Linked DNA regions of Gossypium arboreum: region 2 is linked to region 1. A link is a contact called in public Hi-C data. All regions are on one chromosome and are shown on one strand. Each heading gives the region's core, a stretch centred on a gene start, on an enhancer-like site or on the middle of the called end of the contact. The rest is flanking DNA. Distances are from core to core; before and after follow the strand shown. Region 1 holds the start of LOC108483034 (proteasome subunit alpha type-1-B). Region 2 holds the start of LOC108483437 (transcription initiation factor IIF subunit beta-like).

Region 1 (6,946 bases), core at 2,962-5,461:
TAGATTTTGCTGATTATCATCCTTGTCATGCTTTGAACAGGGGATGTCAACAGCATTAGTGTTGGATCTGGAACTAATATACAAGACAACTCCCTTGTGCATGTTGCAAAGTCTAATCTAAGTGGGAAAGTGCTACCAACTAACATTGGAAACAATGTTACTGTAGGTAAGAAAGTGGCATCGGTCATACATTTCATGTGAATTAACCTGATAGAAAAGTTTCTTCCATCAATAAGGTATGATTGAAACTTTGAAATGATCAGGTCATAGTGCTGTTTTACATGGCTGTACCGTTGAGGATGAAGCATTTGTTGGCATGGGAGCCACACTTCTTGATGGTGTAGTTGTGGAAAAACATGCTATGGTTGCTGCTGGAGCCCTTGTGAGACAGAATACAAGGATCCCAGCTGGAGAGGTACCACGAACTCCATGGTCTTCTGGTCATGTTTTCAAAAATATTTGATGAACTTGTTGATTTATCTGTTAATCAAAGTCACCTTCGTTTCTTGTTGTAGCATTTATGAATAAAAAAATTAACCAGAAACATGTATTAGAAGTTAGAAAACATATACATATATGTTCAGACGATAAAGATAAAACAGGTGCTATGACACCTGTTGGTAACAAATATAATACAGGGACAGTTCTACTGCTCATATTAATATTTTAAGTCATACCATGCTGTAAAAATGTACCTGTACTTTAGATGATGAGGTGTTCGATCTTCTTTGGTTGACAGGTGTGGGGAGGCAATCCAGCTAAATTCCTGAGGAAGCTAACTGAAGAAGAGATAGCGTTTATTTCCCAGTCAGCCACCAATTATACCAACCTTGCACAGGTACATGCTGCTGAGAATGCAAAACCCTTTGATGAAATTGAATTTGAGAAAATTCTTCGCAAGAAGTTTGCGAAGAGGGATGAAGAGTATGACTCAATGCTGGGTGTTGTCCGTGAAACTCCACCAGAACTAATTCTTCCAGACAATGTCCTACCAGATAAAGAGCAAAAGTCCTCTCAAAAATGATCTTTTTTTTTATTTATTAGTTGCTTTTTTATTTGCTCCAAAAGTCTTGAGATTTGGCATCAAGAAAAATTTATTGTTATGTTCCAAGTACATGGCAGAGGGATGATTTTTCTTTTCCAAATAATACCGGACATGTTTTAGTATAGAACCTTGGCTTCTTTTTAGCTATAAAACTCTACTGTTTGTATGGTTACTCAGAGTCGCAGTTCATGACCGGAGAGATGTAATTTGTTGTCTAATGTTCCATGTACCTAAGATGCTTGTTTTCTACTTATAATTGCCCTTCTCGTGTATCAGTATACAGCAGGCGACTGGCTTTGCTGTGCTTAGACGTAGTACTTCTCTTTGTGGTCAAAGGCCTAGTACTTCTTGTAATGGTAATAAACAATGCTGAATACTAGGTTGCTCTTTTAAAGCAAGGGATTATGCATGCGTTAGTTAATGAATAAATGACAATTTATTGCATAATTCATGTATGTTTGTATTACTGTTAATCTTATAAAAAATTACATACATATTTATAAATTGTTGAATACTTTCAAATCTAAAAGTCTATATATATGTTTGCGAGCGTTTTTCTGCCACTGATGCAAAGTTTGGGTCAGTCACAAATCCTGATGCCTGCATCAAATTTGTACCAACACTCATTTAAGTTGACAACTTGAATAACTGCATCTTGGGTATAACTGCAAATTTAGTTTTAAGTTTTGGGTCAGGCTAGCATGCGCATGCTTGCAGCAATTGTAAAAACATAGTTTGCAAAAGAAAGAAGGAAATATCCAACACAATAATGTCTACCAGTTACCAACTCAATCCGCAAACACACGCTAGAAAACCTTATCTAAACATGAGATGGGCCCCGATGCTGGTATCCTTAAATATCCATTGGGGCTACGCCTTCGTCAGTAGAACCACCCTGCTCAGCTGCAGCCTCTTGCCCTGCAGCAGCATCAGGTTCAGCAGCTGGTCCTTCTTGCTCTCCCACGATCTCAAAGGCATTGATCATTTGTTGTACAGTTTCCTGATCCAAAATATGGAACGGCTCTCCAACCCCTACCACAGCAACTGTACATATAGAGCTTTTTAGAGTTTCTCCTTGCAGGGTTTCCCTTATAGCCATTAGAGCATCTTTGACCAGATCATCCCGAGAGGAATCTGCGAAGTTCTCAAACCTCCGCTCCAAGTACGTCTTTGCAGCTTGTGAGCGTGACCCAATGGCAAAAGCCTGGTACTCAAAGTAATTTCCACTCGGACAGTTGTAGTAGAGATGAGCCCCAGATTCATCCAAGCCAGCCACCAACAGGCCAACCCCATAAGGTCGTTTCCAAGAGCGTTGGGTGCAGACCTGCAACCAAACACAAGCATGTCCCCCATTTCAATTGCACAAACAAATAACACTAATATGTTATTAGGTTTGGTGTTCCGCAAGAAATTGCCATCTTTTGCATCAACTATGTTTCATTTAATGGGGTTAAAAGTAAACACCCCAAAAGAAATTATCAAAAGAAAAAGTGAACTCACTACATTAATAAGAGAATAACTATCAAAAATCATGTTAGATTCCAAGATTATTACAAACAATGTCAGAGCTCCAAATATGCAATTGAATTAAGATACAGTTGAGAAATATACAAAATTTAGCAGTGAATTGAATGGGTAAGCACAGAATAACACTAAGGAGATGAAGCAAAAGATAAACATCAGAGGGCTTCCACAGTTTTTATGTTAATCAAAGAGCCATATGAAAACATAGATCATCTATCACAATTTACGGTCACTCACCATAACCAACCTCAAAGACTTATCATTCAGCCTCACTTCTTGCATCAACAAATGAACAGATCAAGTAATCATGAAAAAGTTAGAAAACTGCTACTCAATCACTTAACACCAGAACAGCAAAAACCGAGCACACAAAGGCATGCCAAGCTCTCCGAGTTGTATGCAAAGAAACCATTAAGCCCATTCAAACGACAATTGAGCTTCAATCCTATTATACTCTCATCCTTCAATTAACAGAAGCCTAACAAGGTAATAAGACAATAACTGGAATACACTCACCTCCCACAATCTTTTCAAATCAGCCTTTCTATGGAATAGTCTATTGCCTGCTTTATGCCCAGAAGTTTTTAGTCAGAAACAAATCGCAAATACAATATCATTACCAGACCAAGTCACTTGATGCCAATTACAGTCAAACCCTCATCCATAACTTGCAAGTAAAGCTAACTCACCAATTGAATACATAATCAGTAGGAAAGAGATCCCCTCAGTTATACTTCTGTCAGTTTGTATTATACTAATCCGCATTATCCGTTTCATTTTCCTCTATTCCAGATAGAACTTCGGCTATTAATTCAATCATTGATCAGTTCAGCAGTAACGCAAATGGGCAGTTCTATTTCTACATTACTTGATCCATTAATGTTTCCTACACGGAAGCCGCGCTTAACTGTGAGTCAATAACCATTTTATGATTAATTTTGCACTTCTATTTACTTAAATGCTTCAGTAGAAACCCACTAATTAGGGTTTCAACTTTCAACTTCTCAAAGAAAACCCAAATATCAACATTACCCATCAGTTTAACTACACTCAAAATAAAGGTCATTTCCCTTTTCTTTAAAGAAAAAAGTTCAAAGATTTAGGATTTCAAGAAATGAAAGACCTGCGCTTTATCGGCAAGTTGGACGACAAGTCTGCCAACAGGAAGTGGCGATTCATACGTGAAGTTGTAGTTAATACACTCGTTTCTCATATACCGAGAAAGGACGCGGCCGTCAGCGGTGAGACCGGCGATGGCAACGCCGATGTGGTCGTCGACTTTGAAAATCTTTTTCTGGTGAGAAGACAACTCGGAGTTAGCCTTGTTGACGCAACCCAAAACTACATGGGTCTTAGATCGAAGCCCGATCGCGGCTGAACCTTGCTTCACAGCTTCCATCGCGTATTCCACTTGGAACAACCGCCCCGCAGGACTCCATGTGGTAACGTCTGTATCGTACTGGTTCCTGAACATTTTCCTCTACGCCACCGTCTTAATTGCTAGCTTTCTTCTTCGATTGAAAGAAACTGGCTTCAACACACTCTCTCTGGTTATTTTAAGAGGGTTTTTCTTCTTCTTCAAGACAGATTGAGAGAAAAACGAAAGCCCTTCTAATGTCTTTGATTCAATGCTAATAATATTGGGGTCATTCGACAAGAAAATGGGCCAATAGGCCTAATGAAGCTGTAATATAGGATAGCGTTTAGAGGTTTCATGGGCCGCCCAGCACAGTCTGTGTTTGCCCGGGTTTGGATTTAGTTTCCTTGGGCCAATCCGGCCTATTTTATTGTTTAAAAATATATAAATAATTTTATTTGAATATTTATATAATTTTTTAATTAAATATAATTAAAAATATTTTTATTACTTTTTACTTAGTAAAATGGAGAATTTAGATAGGAAAGTTGGATTTGAGTCTAAAATTATTTTTGGGAATCAGGCCTGATTTATTCCATAAACATCTTTAATACAATTTAAATAGGATATTTTTAATCAATTTTCTTTTAATCTAGTGAAAACATCATTATTTAAAATTAAAAATGAGATGTGTTGGATAAGGTTTGGTTTTGATTGAATCATTTTTAATTTAATAAAATATATGATTGTTTTGTCAATGTTGTTGATGTCACATTTTTAAATAAAAATACGCTTGGTAGTTATGTAACTAAAAATGACTGAATCTAACAAAATAATTTTAATATATGACAAAAATGTAAAATATAAATTTATAGATAAAAAATTAACTCAATTAAACAATGAAAAAATAAGAAAATATCAAATGTATATTTGTTTCATTGAAAATAGTTTTTATGAAATATTTTTAAGAAATCATCAAACAACAAAAATATATTTTATATGAATTCATCCAAACACTAAAAACTATTAACTTTTCTAGAAAAGTAAGTTATTTTCCAGCAATTATTTTCCGAAAGTTATTTTTAATGAAAGAAACAAACCCTTAAGTGGGTTGGATGAGATTTAAGGTTAGAGACTTTTCATCAAGTCATCTGAAAATTAAGTGTGTTGGATAATATTTGAGTTGGACGCTTATGCTCTTGTTTGAATATTTTAAATTATGATTTGGGGTTTAATTTTGAGTTACAACATTATGAAAAATTTAGATTTGACCACGTTTAGGCGTGTGATATCTTTTCTGTTTAATTTATCGTTACATCATTTAACGACATTTAATGGCTCAATGACAAACATGTTATAATTGATAATGCTAATAATCATTTCGTAACAAATTAAAATTCGATAATTAAAACATAAGTGATAATTTCTGTAATTTAGTCATAGAAAAATGAATGGTAGTCCTGGGTAGTTTGGTAAATTTCTTTTGCCTAGGGTGATATTTAAAAAAGAAAAAAGAAAAAAGAAAAAGAAAAAAACGAAAGCTTGTTTGAAAAACCCGGGTAAAGTTAAAAAGGGTGGAAGTCTTTATTGATGAACTCATAAATGTGAACGCATCGTTTCAATGGGGAAATGTGGACCTCATAGTTTCTTCCCGGCATTTGAATCTCTTGACTCAGGTCACAATCTGCATACGTACATTTACTAGGTCTTAGGTTCTTCAATTATGAAAATCATCCTAATTTAATTAATTTACATTTTGTTTCTTTTCATATTTGGGTGCGTTTGGTTTTTGCTTATGATTTCAATGAGATGTAATTAAAAGAAAAATTAATTTTCAAGATTGGTATACATTAAAAAGTATTGATTTAAGTCCTAAAATGTTATACTAATACTTTCGGTTCACTTTGTATTAAAAAATCACATTTGATTTATTCAAAACTTTCTTAAAATTCGATGATAATTTATGAAATTATCTTTATTAATTAAAAGATAATATTAATATATTTTAATGTTTTCAATAGTTGTTATTATTAATAAATATTTACTTAAATATGTATTTATAATTGACTAAGAATCTGCCCTTACTTTCAGTAATACCTCAATAAAATTGTACTCAATTTACTACTCAAAAAAGACCTAAAGTGACCTGCTTCTTTCGAGAGCTAGATCTCAAGTTAACTGACATGTGTCTATAGGCCTTAGCACAATATCCTACATTGTTTGGTCTTTATTCTATACAAACACTGCTCTATGTCTAAAGTCTGCTACAAGTATTTCGTTGAATACCCGTTTATATCATTCAATTCCAGTCCAACTAATCTAAACTTTTCAGGAATAGATTTAGTTTATGGGCATACTGCACACTCATCTATGTCTAGAGAATGTACGCATACAATTGGGAAATTAAAACAACTGAATGAAACAGTAGATTAAATCAAATATATGATTCAACCATTAACGAAAATAAAAGTTTCATCATGTAATCCAGCCCTATGAGATTTATTTCATGGGTTGACAATTAAAATTCAAGTTCAAAATAACACCCAACATCATTTCGACCAAATAAATTCACGGGAGAACAGATTAAGAAATAATGGAAGAACTTAGAAAGAAGGTTGTCGCAAAGTCAATCTACAATCCAGCAACACAGTGTCTTGTGGTGACTGAGAGGGACTACCTTCAGTTTCCTCCTTTCATCTCTACCCAGCCGCTACCCTCTATTGTTGCCTCCGGATCTCCACACTCTTTAGGTTTTCCTCTTTTGGATTTTTATAAGCTTTTCTTCCTAGGGTAAATCCAACAACCCATGATATCTTCTCCTCTTTTTTATATAGATTTTTTTGGTACAAGTAGAGTTTGGTTGAAATTGGTATGCGTTGAGCGTTAACTCGGTCATCTTCCTGAAATTGCCACGACATTTGTGTTGGCAAACTGTTTAATCTTTTGCCCCAACAAACCTTCACTCTTTTATTTCTTTCTCCATATCCTACACCTGCCAAACCACCAAACACAACCCTTCC
Region 2 (6,499 bases), core at 1,750-4,249, 570 kb after region 1:
ACACATAGAGATAGACTATCACTTTGTCAAACAAAAGACCTTGTTAAAATGCATTGCTACTAGTTTTGCTAATTCTAACTATTCGCTAGCTGACATTCTCACTAAATCTCATAGAAAACCTCGGATTGAGCATATATGTAACAATCTAAGAGCACTGATCTATACGCTCCAGCTTGAGGGGGAGTGTCATGATACGGTATAATGTAGTGATTCTCTGAATGATATTAGGGATTATAATTGTGAATTAGGCTGTCAATTAGGGTTGTAGTGATTACTTACCTTATTTTGTACATGCTTCAAGTTTTATACATTTGTTTTCAGAAAATTATGTAAAATTGGCCAAAATATTAATGTGATTAGTTTTATAAATCTATTGATATAATATTTAAAGCTAAAGTTTTTATAATACTCTTTTGAACTTTCTAGATTTTTAAAAGTTTTATACATTTGTTTTCAGAAAATTTTTAGAATCAATACCAAATTGACAAAATTTAAGAGCTTAATTTGTTATTATATCAATCAAAACTATTTACAATTGATGAAAAACATTAATTACCGTAATTAATTGTCCTTAATTGCTCACTTTTAAAATTGAAAGGGATTAAATTTTTTTAAGAGGGACCAATTTGCTCAATATCGAAATTGAGTGGGACTAGAGAGGTGTTTTTACCAAATAACAACTAAGCTTTTCCTGTCAGCAACTCCTAAAAGCCCAAACATGTCCATACTAATAAAAAACTGCACATTTGTAACAATAGAAGGACTAACAATTGAGTCCCTATCATCTCCAATATCCATTTTACTAGGTAAACCATCAACTTTAGACCCATTATACTTCTCGTTTGTCAGCGCCATTTCAAATTTCTCACCAGCAATAACAATTTTAAAAAAATAACTAAGCTAAGCTTTTTACATCTGCAAATTCCAAAAACCCAAGCATGTCCATAGTAATAAAAAAACTACACATTTGTAACAATAGGACTAGCAATTGAGTCTCTATCATCTCCAATATCCATTTTACTAGGTAAAACATCAACTTTAGACCCATTAAACTTGTCTAGATTGAAGGTTTTCTGGATCAGGTTTAATGAAAAGGATGGGTTGTAGGATATGAATTTAGAAGCTATTAATGAATAAGACCGGGGACTGAAGTTGGCTGTGACCGCCATGGCTTTTGTTGAGATGGTGTAGGAGGGTTTGATGCAGAGGATACGGAAGAGAGATAAGAAAAGGCTTTCTTGTTCACATATAATCAAGCTCCTTGCATATTTCTTCTCACCACTCTGCCCCCTACTTTTTTGCCATTGTTGAGAATCATTGACTCTGATACCAAATTGTTACTTCGGTGAATTTCAAATTAATAGTTCAGCTCATCAAAGAGAGACTGAAACCTTAAGACTCATAGGAGAGACCCATATCTCTTTAGGGGTTTTGATAAAAATTTTGCTTGCTTTTGTTTTATTGATCGTCCCTTGAAATGGAGATTACAATAATTTAAAAAAGCATATCAAGCTAAATAAAGTCCTACCAAACACAAATTTTATTTTAAGAGTCTTAAAACAACTTCTTTTATTCCAAGAGCCCTACCTAAAAATTTCTCCTAAGAGTCCTACATAACAGCTACTAAGCATCCATAAAAAATAGACTAATTGGCACCATCCATTTAGAAAGAGTTGCAGTCCTTGAACAGGCTCCACCTTAAACCAATCAAATGCTCTTCACAACACACATTCAATATGCTCACTAAAGAACTCCAAAAAAATACTAAATATGCATTTAAAGGTATACATAGTCTCCCCTCATAATCTTTTTACGAATAAAAAGAACACTCACAATTAACTTGTGGACAGCATACCAATTCCTAATATGCACATTATTCTGATTAAACCCTCAATGCTATACAGCAACAAGTGCACCATGTATCTAAGAAAATATTCACTAAATCATGAAAGTAAGAAACACTCCCAGTGTAGTTTTTATAAGAAAACCACATTTTGAGGTAAATTGTTACTTCAAGTTACCGTACAAAGTGACAACAAAAAGGGATTGAATTAGATAACACACAAATGAATACTTGAGAAGCAAAAGAAAAAAGGAACCATAATTCTTACCCTGAGTTGTTTCAGAGAAAACGGACATAGGAACAAAGTCTTTAAACATATTCAAGGCGTAACTCTTTGGCATATTTCCAATCTCAGATCCAGCCATCTCCATAGTAAACTGATCATCAACTGATAAACTCGTGAGAAATAAGAAAACAACAGAACTAATAATACAACTTAAAACGTATAACAAGAATGTCATTCAAATCTTTTACTTGGTAGATTATAGAATCAATAACCAAGAAACCTCTTTTACCACAATTAAAGATCCAATTCACCATTAATAAAAAAGGGGTATTATCTAAAACTTGTAATTAAGAGTTCCAAGTTGCGAATTCAGGGTTAAAAAACTATCATCTTCAAGTGTTTAGGGTTAGAGTACCTGCATAGAAGAAGGGTCATCGGGTTTGCGAGGGTCGAGAGAGAGGACAACCTTGGCGACAGGCTGTGAATCGGAAGAAGAAGAGGTCTGACTCTTCCATGGTTTGGCCACAACGACCGGACACTTCATTAACCAAACCGATCTATCAGCTTTTCCAGTCTCCAAAAAGCCGCTATTACTGTGATCTTCGTCCATCTTCAAGCTCTTCCTCTGCGAACTGATCAAAATTCCTCTTATTTCACGTTTACCTGCAAGGCAGTTTTGGCAGAGCCTGGAAATTTCCTTGGTCAGTTTCTTCTACTTTTCGCTGCCAGAAGACTGACAGCAATTGTTTTTGTTCATTCACAGTATTAAATTTACGAGTTGAGGAATGAATTGGACCCTGACGAACCGCACGGAACGAATTTAGGGAACCGGATTTGTCGTAAAGCTAGTAATGGGCCTAATGGTATCAAAAATAGAGAGAAAATTTAGCTGAGGTTGAAGCCTGTCCGGATCTCATGGGCAGGACAGCTCAGATTGAATCGAGTCCACTATTTTTCAATTTTTTTATTCAACATCAGATTTAAGTAATAAAATTTTAAATAAAATCTGAGAATTGGGATGAGGAAAAACTCCTTTTTAAGTTTAACTAATCCTCCCAAACTTAGAAATTTAATAAGAAACATCCGAATTAAATTAAATTTAATTGTTTTATTTTTGAAATAAATAAAAAAATGTTTTATTTTTATTTTAGAATAAATAAGATTAATTTTTAAGTTTAAACTTAAAACTTAATTGAGATGTTTAATTTATATGGTCCTAGATAAAAATTAATAAACACATTACATTTTCTAATCATCAAAAATAGAAATTTTTATCAAATAAATTTAGATTTAAAAAGTATAAAAATGTACTAGAGTTACGACTTATAATTTGTCTATAGAAAAAATGGGAACTAATGAAATTTCTCATCCACATGGTTTTGAAATCGTCATAGAACTTAAAGCTAAGAATATTCTACTTAAGTTTAACAATAATAAATTATAATTTTATATGTACGGAGATATATATTATATTTATATATTAAGGATATTTTTATAAATATTTCAAGGATGGGTGAGGCATTAGATCATATTACAACCTATCATATTCGAATTTTTCTCAATTCATCCCGACATGAAAATATTTTAATTTTATAAACTAATTAAAAATTAACATGTGTTTTACTTATATCGTATTTGTTTTAGAAAAAGTATTGTATGATTATCATCTTTATCCTTTTAAATTTTTAAGAAGAAAATGTTGAAAATTAAAAAAAGATTAAATTTATCATTCTTTTATTTTGAAAGAGATAAAAATAATTTGAAATCACAGTTTGCTATAATCTATTCTCTTTATTTTAGTTTTTGAAAATTTTTTTGGGCAAAAGTTTTCAAGATTATTAAATACATCGTATTAAAAAATTAGCATAAATGCTACTTTAAAAAAAAAATTAGTGAATTGAATTCAACTATCAAAAAAGAAAATGAGCCTTGAGCGTTTGGGATCCCCCCTGTCTTTGAATCTGGAAAGAGCAACAAAGAAGTTAAGATTCGAGATCACAGAGAAAATGATGACGATAAAATGGTGCTTAATGAATCTTTGCCAATTCGAATGATGGTGGTGCATCAGGTGATGGAAGCGTTTTGCAATTTCTCTGGCAACGGAGTGAGCAATGAGAAAACTACTATGTATTTCACGAAGAATGTTTCTAATCAAATGAAGGATCTGATAAGTGGAGGATTGGACTATAATTCTGCTGAAGATCTTGGGAAGTATTTGGGCGTCCCCATTTTTCATTGACGAGTCACGAAGGCTACTTTTCAGTATTTTATCAACAATATGAAACAAAAGTTAGTCGGCTGGAAGACGAGTGCTTTGTCTTTGGCTGGACGAATTACACTTGCTAAAGCGGTAGTGTCAGTCATACCTATTTATGTGATGAAATCAATCGTTGTTCCAAAAGGTCTTTGCTTGGAAATGGAGAAAATAATCCTCAACTTTGTGTGGGGGAGCACGGATGAAAAACGGAAGATTAGTCTAATTAAATGGGAAGAAGTGTGCAAACCAATTAAAAGTGGTGGACTGGGATTTAAAATTTTGAGCAAGCAAAATGATGCTTTCTTGATGAAGATAGGTTTCAACCTTATTCAACAATCGAATCAGCGTTGGATCCAAGTTCTTCGTACCAAGTATAAATGTGTTGAAAAGGTACCACAAACTTTGCACACAAATTATGTATCGCGGTTATGGAAAGGAATGAGTAAAGTCTGGGAAACTGTCAGGGATGGTGTAATTTGGAATGTTGGAAATGGTAAGGTTGTTGATTTTTGGAGAGATGAATAAATAAAAAATCATGGGAAATTGAATATGGTATGTTTGAATCCGGATTTGCTACCCAATGAAACTGTGATAGTTTATAGTATGGTTAACAATAAAGGAAAATGGGATATGGATGTCTTAAAAAGCATGTTGCCATCATCCTCTGTTGCATATATTACTGCAGTTAAACAACCTATGGCGAATGATGAGTTCGAGGATAAACCTGGTTGGAAATGAAACAAAGGAACTGTCTTCACTTCTAAGTCATCATATGAATTGTTGAGCGAGGAATTTGATCAAGAAATTTATAAGAGGTGGCAGGTGATTTGGAAGATTAGGGGGCCACAGCGAGTGAGAGTATTTCTTTGGCTTGTAGTTCATGAAAATTGCTAACGAATGCGGAACGATAGAGACGACATATTACAATAGACCCTTCGTTTAATCAATGTGGAGCCAGATTGGAGAACATAGATCATGTTTTGCGAAAATGTTTGCCAACGACTGACCTTTGGAGTTGAGTGGTGAAGAGTGGCAAATTGAATGAATTCTTAGGCCTTAGCTGATTGCGTTCATGTAAACTTATCAAGGTCGGAATACTTTGCTCAATGATGAAAACTGGGAGGTGTTTTTTGGGGTGGCATGCTAGAGCCTATTGCTGCGAAGAAATCAAGTTATCTTCAATGATAATTTTTCTGAGTGGAAAAGCACGCTGGACAAGGCAACGCTTTAAGTCTAGAGTTTTGTGATACGACTCAAGGTACAAACGGAAAAGATAACAGGGGAAAAGAGAAGATATTGTAGCATATTTGTTGGTAGCGCACTAAATCAGGATGGCTCAAAGTGAACACAGATAGTGCTAGACTACTCAAGCGTGGTTTTGCAGTAGATAGAGGATCGGTCAGAGATGAAAATGGTGTCTAACACTCAGGATTTGCAAGAAATATAAGGATATGCATCACTATCAAGGTTGAATTACAGGGTATCCATGATGGGTTGATATTAGCAAGGAAGATGGAGGCAAGATGAGTGATCTTAAAAACAAATAGGTTGGCAACATTAGACCTTGTTTGTGAAAAGGGTGAGATGAATTACGACAGTGCTGTTCTACGAAATGTCAAAAGAAAGATTGTTGGTAATTGAGATATTGATCTCAAACATGTGTTTCGTGAAAAAAATTGACTAGCAGATAGTATGGCGACCATGACCTTTAATTTGGAACGGAGTTTTAGTGTCTTCCCACAGCCACCTAATGAAAATTTTCAAATTCTACATAAAGATTTAGATGGTTTTGTAGTGCCTAGAATAATTATAGTTTAAATACCAGTGATTTTCTACATTTACCAAAAAAAATAAAAATACATCGCACTCATATGGTTACTTGTATAGGGCGGACCAATGGCTGGATCCAAACATTAATTTGATTATTGCATAATATTTGCAGGTTCATGCTATTGTAGGTATCATGTTTGGTTCTTGTATAAACAAATAAATATCACTGATTTTGCTCGTTGTCTTCAAAGAAAAAAAAAAAAAAAGCAACCTCTATCAATCGACTGTTAAATTACATTGCATGATACAAAAAAGAAAAGTGTCACAAAATTATTCATTTCTTCCAATTAACAGACATACAACAATCACCAATGTGGAAACACAATGGCTATGTTAACAAATT

The links. Hi-C and Micro-C count contacts between places; a contact is called where the count stands out from the background.
Region 2: a contact with region 1 is called in a Hi-C map of leaf, with 4 times the contacts expected there. The contact joins the promoter of LOC108483437 here to the promoter of LOC108483034 in region 1. A contact is called at or near these places in 2 of 5 Hi-C or Micro-C datasets (both in leaf).

What each region holds. Positions count from the first base shown.
Region 1 is chr1:98,736,383-98,743,328 of ASM2569848v2, forward strand. It overlaps LOC108483034 (proteasome subunit alpha type-1-B), which reads right to left and starts at 4,212. Exons shown (of 2, transcript XM_017786212.2): 1 at 3,693-4,212; 2 at 1,672-2,369. The coding sequence starts at 4,043. The coding sequence ends at 1,899. LOC108483033 (gamma carbonic anhydrase 1, mitochondrial) reads left to right here. Exons shown (of 5, transcript XM_017786210.2): 3 at 41-166; 4 at 264-415; 5 at 740-1,492. The coding sequence ends at 1,024.
Region 2 is chr1:99,308,622-99,315,120 of ASM2569848v2, forward strand. It overlaps LOC108483437 (transcription initiation factor IIF subunit beta-like), which reads right to left and starts at 3,000. Exons shown (of 6, transcript XM_017786831.2): 1 at 2,485-3,000; 2 at 2,112-2,220. The coding sequence starts at 2,679. It overlaps LOC108480335 (V-type proton ATPase subunit a3-like), which reads right to left. Exons shown (of 18, transcript XM_017783291.2): 18 at 6,369-6,499.